Linked DNA regions of Mus musculus: region 1 is linked to region 2. A link is a contact called in public Hi-C data. All regions are on one chromosome and are shown on one strand. Each heading gives the region's core, a stretch centred on a gene start, on an enhancer-like site or on the middle of the called end of the contact. The rest is flanking DNA. Distances are from core to core; before and after follow the strand shown.

Region 1 (4,150 bases), core at 665-3,164, 92 kb after region 2:
CCTGGAGCACAGGCAGTCGCCTGTCTGATTTAATAGTGTTAGGTTGGACAGAAGCCTATGAAACGATCTGGATCTTGAAATCAAGTAGGTTAAAAAAAGACTTCAGGCAGAGTATTCTATCTAAATCGAAGAGCATGTTCCAAGAACCAAAGCTAGATCTGACCAGCCTCCTACATCCTAGAAATTGCTGGGAGCTGGGCATGCTTACAGGCACATGTCCCAGAAGCTTACACAGGGTGCTGGGCTTGGTGTAGCTGTCTTTAAATTCTGAACATTTTGGAACAAGGGTTCGCATTTTGGGTTTGTTCTGAGATGTTTTACTGATATTTCACGTCCTGCACATGAATATGAAAGTCCTTGAATTGTAGCAATTTCTAGGTAGCACCATGCATTGTGCACTCTTTATTATCTGGAAACTGAAGGGCCAGTGAGCGCACTGCAGAGGGTTCCGGAAGCAAAGGCTGTGTGTCCTCTTCTTGAGACCTCTTTAAACTCAGGCAGAACGATTTCCTTGAGTTCATTCAATCTGTCATAGCAGAGCTAGGGGCTGGGATTCTGTTGAGTAGTTTTGTGTAATTTTTTAAGAAATAATGTATTTCTGGAGCCATAGAGTCTCCAGAATTAATTTAATAGTAGACTCAAATCTCATCTCCTCCCAGATCTTCACAGAGCCTTATTTCATTGGTTTCTGGATAAAGGATGGTTTTGTTTTCTAAGGGTTTCAGGCTGGACATGGATTCTCCAGGTTTCTCCTGTCTGGGGTCTAGACTCATGGTCCTCCTCGAAGCACACTGAAGCCAAAGAATACATTTCCTTCAGCGCATCATTCTCAGTCAAGCTTAGCCTCACGGTGTAGCACCTAGATCTCTCCCTCTCCCATGCAGCAGCTGCAAGAGTCTGAGACACGGTGGATTTATACCCTCTGAGCTCAGACTCGCGGATGTGTGAATTGAGATGCTGATGTCACTTGCCCATGTTGAGAATTATGGAAGATTACATGGTCACAGTGAGAGATTCTCAGATGGCATCTGGTAACATTACTGTTGCTATTTAGTAAGTGTAGGCTTTCTGAGTAAACAAAACCAGTCTGCAAGGGTACACTGCATATACCATGCTCAGTGGGCTATGCTAAAAACTGAAGCATAGGTCAGTGCTTAATATAGTCAATAATTTACCCCCACCCCCTAAAAAAAATCTCAACTAACTAAGGAGCTGAGAACTGGCTTCTTGATAAAGTGACTGCTCCACAAATACAAAGTCTTAAGTTTGGACCCCTGGAACTCATATATAAAGCTAGGTATAGTGACATGTGTGCCTAAACCTACTGCTCACTGTCTGCCCAGGCTAGTTAGATCAGTGAGCTAAATATTCAGCAAGAGAGGGTGGAGAAAGAGGAGGAGGAGGAGAAGAAAGAGGAGAAGGAAGAGAAAAAGAAAAAAGAAGGAGGGAGAGGAGGACACAGAGAGGAAAGGAGGGAGGAAGGAAAGAAAGGAGGAGGAAGGGAGAGACAGAGGGAGAAAGAGAAACAGAGACACAGAGAGAGACAGAGACAGTCAGTCAGACAGACAGACAGACAGAGAGAAGCATAAGGTGGGAGGAAGAAGCAGGGCCTAATAAAGAATAGGAACCGCATAAGAGAGGATGACAAGAGGAAAAATATGACTTAAAACATTAATACATGTATGAACTGCAAACCAATGAAATTAGGGGGGGACAATAATCAATGAAGACACTTGATACCCACCTCTGGGTTCACACACAAACTATTTTGGGAGGTAAAGAGGTGCAGGTGTATTCACAGGGGGGATGAGGAGGACAAAGGAGCAGCACAGCCCATAATCACTGAACAGAGTCACAAAGACAGAGGCTTAAGTGGGAGGGGCTACTGCACAGCAGGCAGAGAGTCTAAACCCCGGAAGGTAGTGACCTGGGGGAACAAGGACAGCATTCAGAGACCACGAGCAGGTGTGCTACACAACAGCAGGCTAACGTGAGTATTCTGGAGTTGGTGCCATCTGCCAGGTGGTGGGGTTGATAGAAGACAATTAGTCCCAACAAGAAATCAGAGTCTGCAGCCCTGTGCTTGAGCCAGCCCATGCTGGCTCCCCAGATTTGTACACATCTCTTCACAGCTGTATGCCCTGTGGTAACACATTGGTTAGCCGGGAAAAAAAAAGGCTACAGTGGGATTATTTACACCGTGGAAATTGGCAAATACCATCACCAGGGCATTTCCCCCCCTTCTTTCCAAGAGTGGGTTGCCAAACATTTGCTAGCATGCCACTGGCTTTATGCCATAAATGCTTTTTTAAAAGAGAAGTGGAGTTAGCTTGTTTATTCAAAACCAGCCTCTGGCAAGGAAAGGGTAAGGACAGACCGGAGTGTGGGGAGGGTCGGAATCTAAAGATAGAAGAAGTAGGAGGCTTCTGTGGGGACCTAAGCCAGAGCTGACAGGCAGAGCCGGCAAGGTGGAATGTTTAAAGAGAACACTCATTTAAATGACAGTCATCCCTTACTGAGCACGATGTTTCTGCATTAAAGCACCAGCAAGTTTCATCTCATGGCTTAAAATTCAAAACATTAAATATTAGTATGAAATCCCACAGTGTCACTTATTACTAACGACTCGTATGCAGAAGTTTAAAAAGAAAGTCATCTGTACACACACAAAAATCCTTGCTTTCATCTGCAGGCAAAACAGAAAATGACAGGGCTGATAACGGTGAAAACTCTTAACTGCAACATTGAGCAGGAGGTTTTGTTTGCGGGCTGTTGGGAAAGGTTCTCTCTTGTTTGCATAGGTAAGTAACTTTTATTACAGCCCCATTCTGAACATTCATTGCCTGTCTCATCCGAGGTACTGATGTGTTCCAGGGGAGGCTATCAAGGATTTGCGAATATCCACAGTCTCTTTCTAGACTGAGTCAAAATGCAACCTCAGGAGGAAATCTCTCCTAATTTATCCACCTCCAGCCATTACTTTTTATTTTATGGTGTCTTGCTACCTACACATTCTGTCTCTGGTATACTAATTTCTGTAGTTTGATGTTTGCCCCTAGAATTCTCCTTAGGCCATTTCTTTTATGCATCAGATCTCTAGGGGGTGCTCAGCAGCTCTAGTCCCCTGCTCAAGAGGAAGGATATAATGGTGGGCGCTGAGCTCTGTCACTCAAAGACCTTTCCATCTTAGTTTTGGGGACGTGTGTGTGTGTGTGTGTGTGTGTGTGTGTGTGTGTGTGTATGCTGGTGTCTATCTGTGCTTGTACAGTTGCCTGTGGGTGTTCATCCATGCTTGTGTAGAGGTCAGAAGTTAACTTTGGGTATCTTCTTTTATCACTCTTGACCTGATTTTTTTTTCACACATTCTCCAAAGAACCTAGAGCCGGCAATTTGAGATAGCCTGTCTAGCTAGTGACTGCCTCACATCTGTTGGGATCTTCCTGTCCCTATCAGATCCCCAGTGTCAGAGCTTCAGGCATGTGGCACTCACCTGTCTGAGGTGGGGTGGGGACCTGAATACAGGTCCTCATCTTTCACAGCAAGCACTTCATCCCCTGAGCCATCTCCCTATCCTCTGCCTATGCACCATGGACCAGTCGTTCTGCCTCCATAAAGGATGGTTGAGAGATTTCTCATCAATCAGGTCTGAGTATGTGAAACAATAACAGTTCTTCTGACTCCTGCATTAGGGTATGAACCAGACCTTTATAGGCAGCAAGTGATACAGTTTCTCTTGGGACTGTAGAGGTGGCTCACTCGTGAAGAGGTTTTGCTGCTCCTCCAGAGGACCTGAGTTTTGTTCCAAGGACCTGCATCAGATATAACTCCAGCTTCAAGAGATCTTTTACCCTTCTGAACTTACACACATAAGTACAAATAAAATTTTAGAAAATGACTTGTTTAATGAAGGACATAATCACACATTTCTCTGGGGAATGGGAAGTCTTCAAATTGCATTTCACCGAACTAGATAATTTTAAACACTGACCTCCAAATCAGCAGCTTTATGAACTGGGGGAGAACTCAATGATGCCTTCAGAAATAAATGTCAAAATGTAGGTTGACTCAGGGCTGCTAGCTGTGGCCGTGGGGATCTGAGTTATTTCTGCCTGGACTGCCTGTTCGGTGGGTCTGACAATTCTGCTTCTAC
Region 2 (3,804 bases), core at 466-2,965:
AGGATGACTTGCTATGGAAATTCTTATCTCTCAGCATGAATGTTTCAAGGGTATGGGAGACAGAGGGGGAAGGAGAAGGGATGACGGGGAAGAGACAGGGCTACAGACAACGCAGAGCTACAGGCTTTATTTTCTCATCTTCTCACTGGGAATCTAGGCCTGAAACTAAGTAGCTCACACTGGCCTGGAACTGCTATCTCTCTATTTCAGCATCTCAAGTGCTGGGATAATAAATCCTTGCCACTACCACACACTAGCCTGGGAAATAGAACACCACCACTTCTGCTGTTTTCTACTGAGCACACAGACCGATACCTGGTACAGCAATGGCCTGCATGCTTTGACCAGGATAATTGCTCATAGCCTCAATCCAGGTAAGGTGAGACACAAAAATTCATAGCCTTGGTATAAAGTAGGAACACGAATTTACAGTATCTGATGTGGAGTAATAGGAGCAAATGCATTTGAATATTGCGTGCCAGAAATGGTTCTGAACACTTTGTGCAAGAGCCTCTATCTATTCAATAGTCTCTGGCATGCAGTAAGTATCCAAACATATTAGGGCCAGCCATGCTCTGAGCACTTTGCATGCATTATCTCACTTGAGCCTCACAAGAATTGAATCAGCCAGGCACTGCTGATATCGTGAATGGCAAACTGTAAGGCTAAATGTAAGGGGGAGAGCTGTCATCAAGAAAGGCTTGTCAGGACTTGGAGACAGAATGAGTCTGGAGGAGGGTACCTAGTGATAGCATCAGTGTCCCATGGGCCCCTGAGCTGGCTGATAGCCAGCTTGTACAGCTCCTTAGTTTCCAGAGAGTGTGAGGACACGTGCTGAGCAGATACCACCAGTAGGCAGAGGAGGACAGAGCATTCTAAGGCACCTCATCTGGCCACCCAGTTCAGTACAGTGGAGAGTAAGCTTCGGGCCGGGAGTCCTTGCCTGAGTGGATCTCAAGCACAATTCCCAAATGGCTGAGTCGTGTTTCCTGAGAGTGTAGGGTGTAACTCCTGGCTGTAAGGTTTTCCAACTCAAGGGTTTTCTGCGGTTGTGAAAGCCTAAGATAAACAATGTTTGGGTCCAGCATGCCAGGCTCCTAAATCGATTGGACAGGGTGTATAAAGTCACACCGTGTTTCTTGTTTATAAGACTTCTCTCTAACCTCCACAGTCTGAGGTCCTGTGTCATCCCTCCGCACCTCTCAGCCCTGTTTTCTCCCCACATCCCTAACGTTCCTCACCCGTGGAAAAGGCTGGTCCACCTTTCCACTCGGCTCAGCTTTCCTCCCTCCCACGTATGCTTAGGCTTCATTGGTGCTCTGTGCCATCCGGGCCCTGATCTGTTAGTCACAGGGGACTTCCACCTTTTTCCCCCTTTCATGTTTCTCTCCCTGGCTGCCCCTGTCCCTAGTGCCTTCAGCCTGCAGCATTCCAGTCTTTCTCTTCCTTGATCATGCTCGGTAAAGCCACACCTGGAGTCACAAATGCTTCAGAGTTTGATAATTTACTTAATGTCAACAAAAGAGAAGGAAAAAGTAAGCTGTAGAATGCAGGGGCAGAACTACAGCCAACTTGGCCTGCAGGACCCAGGTTCCCAAATGGGCCTTGCCTGCCTCCGCAGGCTCCACCTACAAGTCAAATGTGGAAGGGGCCGGACTATTGTAATTAATAAGTCCCACAGACCCCCACTGAGGTGGTAAGGCAAACTACCCCAGACTGTAGACAGCGCTCTAGATTAACCAAGGACTAGTGGCCTTGCTGTCACTGGACCAAGGCAGCCAAGCTTGCCTACTGGCCCTGGAGCGCCTCCAGCACCCGGGTGGGGCCTTGAGGGAGCGCCCAGTCAGTCACCCCAGCATGTGGGCGCGGCGGGGCGGGCCAGGGCTGCGATCTGGACGCTGAGTGTCCTTCTGGTCCCGAGTGTTTGTCCAGACAGCCCGCGCGGCTGGGTCTCTGGGAGGCTGGGTCTCTGCTTGTCCTCCCTTCTCTTCCCGGACAGTTGCTGTAGGCAATCTGGAGGTGGCAGGTGCTTGGGTCACCTTGCTCCGGGTACTGAGCAGGTAGGTGACCGGGTCGGGTAAAACGCTGGAGCATGGAGCCAGGCAGAAGGGTGAGCGAGGAGTGGGAACCAGCAGGTGAGTCTCTAGAGCGAAGGGTAAAGCACAGAGGACAGGGACAGGAGGAGACCCTGGTTCCCGCGGTCAGGCTGTTCACCTGTCCCTCTGGTCCCTCCTCCACCGCGCGCAGGGCGAGCTCGGGTGCCCAGAGGAACCGACCGCCACAGCTGTGGGTGTCCGATGTCTCGTGTAGGGTGTCCAGTATCGGCAGCCGGGGCCGGGCGAGTGGCGGCCCTAAGAATAGAGGGCTTGTGATCATTATACTAAGAGTCTCCAGTGGGAGGAGAATCGGAGGCAACTTGGAGTCTTTCAGGGAAGTCATGGTGCCCGGGCGGTGTGCATGCACGCGTGGTGAGTGCTTACACTGGCCGGGGCAGGTGCAGCTGCGGAAGCAACCTGCGAGGGTCGGGGCCACGAAGCAGGTGCTGGGTGCCTGCAACAGTACCCACAAATCAGCGGAGGTCCAATCACTGGGCAGTGCCATGTGGTCTCTCCTGGCCCGGAGGTGACCTTCCAGACAGAGTCCTGAAACCTGTTTCAGCCCACGCAGAACTCTATTAGAGAGCTCCCCGCGCGGGGACACCCTCCCGCGGGCGCCCTCACGTGGTACAGAGAGCAGCGGGCTCGTCCCCTCCCTATGGTTCTGGGTCAAGGCTCAATCTAAAATCAGCCTAGCAAGAACTTTCCTCAACAAAAGTAAACCATCCGCAGCCACTCCTGCCCTGGGGGGTTCATGGGCCCTAGGTGGAGTCACTCACTGTTTGCAGATTTTCTCAATAGTGTTTCTCTTCACTATGGCCCTAGAGAAGCAGGGATAACCAGCTACATCTTGCTCAGTTCCCTGACAAGCTTCTCTTGTTTGTGGAACGAAACAATGTATTTATAATTTTTAATTTAATAAATAAGTGGAAGAAATACTTAGGTGAAGATTGGGCACAAATGGACTTGTCTAGTTATATCTGTGAAATACTTCAATCTCGAGAGCATTTACAGAACTTCCAGCTGCTCTCACCACTTGCAATTTATTTTATTTTCAAAATCATCAAGTAAATTAATGAGAAAAAAAAAATCGAACAATCCGAAGCCTGTCCACAGAGCTAGCTGTTTAAAGAATAGATAGAACTTAATCTAAATTCTTAACTTTAGGGATATATGTACTATACATACCACGATAATTCTATGAAGATAGCTGTATTAGGCTCTATACTAATTAAAAACACAATTATGTAGAAAAATGGAAAGTGTGAAAGTCAGACCAGATCTACAGGTATCCTGGGAACCTAACTGAATTTTGTACTCTTTCAAATTTTTAGAGTGAGCAACAGGTATGGACTTGTTGCTTGTTATTTGTCTTTTTCAAAAAAAAAAATGCCACAGGAGAAGAAAAACAAGTTAGTTGAGCTGCACTTTGTGTTGAACCTCGAGTGATTACACTCAGTATGAGACAAAACCATCACCGTGCAGATCAACGTTAGCAGTGATTGTCCTGTAGAGTGAAAGAAGGAAAAACCCAGGCGGATTCACTTCCTCCTTTTTATTTCCTGTACTTGTCTCAGGAACTTCAACGTAGATTTTATCTCAGTATCCAAGAGCTACAAAGATCCCCAGATTAATTTTATGGATTAGGAAATATGGTCCAAAGACTTGAGGTGACCTCCCAAAGTCACAGCTCACTGGAGGCAGAGCT

Evidence for each region. A called contact is a pair of places that touch in the nucleus more often than the background predicts.
Region 1: a Hi-C map of Sertoli cells shows a contact between it and region 2, with 2.3 times the contacts expected there. The contact joins the promoter of 1700125H03Rik here to the promoter of Sh2d4a in region 2. A contact is called at or near these places in 1 of 39 promoter capture datasets (the 3T3-L1 cell line), 3 of 484 Hi-C or Micro-C datasets (the 3T3-L1 cell line, Sertoli cells and muscle stem cells), 1 of 115 datasets of contacts at active chromatin or transcription factors (embryonic stem cells) and 1 of 9 other capture datasets (liver).

The regions. Positions count from the first base shown.
Region 1 is chr8:68,366,545-68,370,694 of GRCm38.p6, forward strand. 1700125H03Rik (RIKEN cDNA 1700125H03 gene) reads left to right here and starts at 1,915. Exons shown (of 4, transcript NR_038181.1): 1 at 1,915-1,990; 2 at 2,693-2,801. All of the region lies in intron 8 of Csgalnact1 (chondroitin sulfate N-acetylgalactosaminyltransferase 1), which reads right to left.
Region 2 is chr8:68,274,813-68,278,616 of GRCm38.p6, forward strand. It overlaps Sh2d4a (SH2 domain containing 4A), which reads left to right and starts at 1,716. Exons shown (of 9, transcript NM_028182.1): 1 at 1,716-2,060.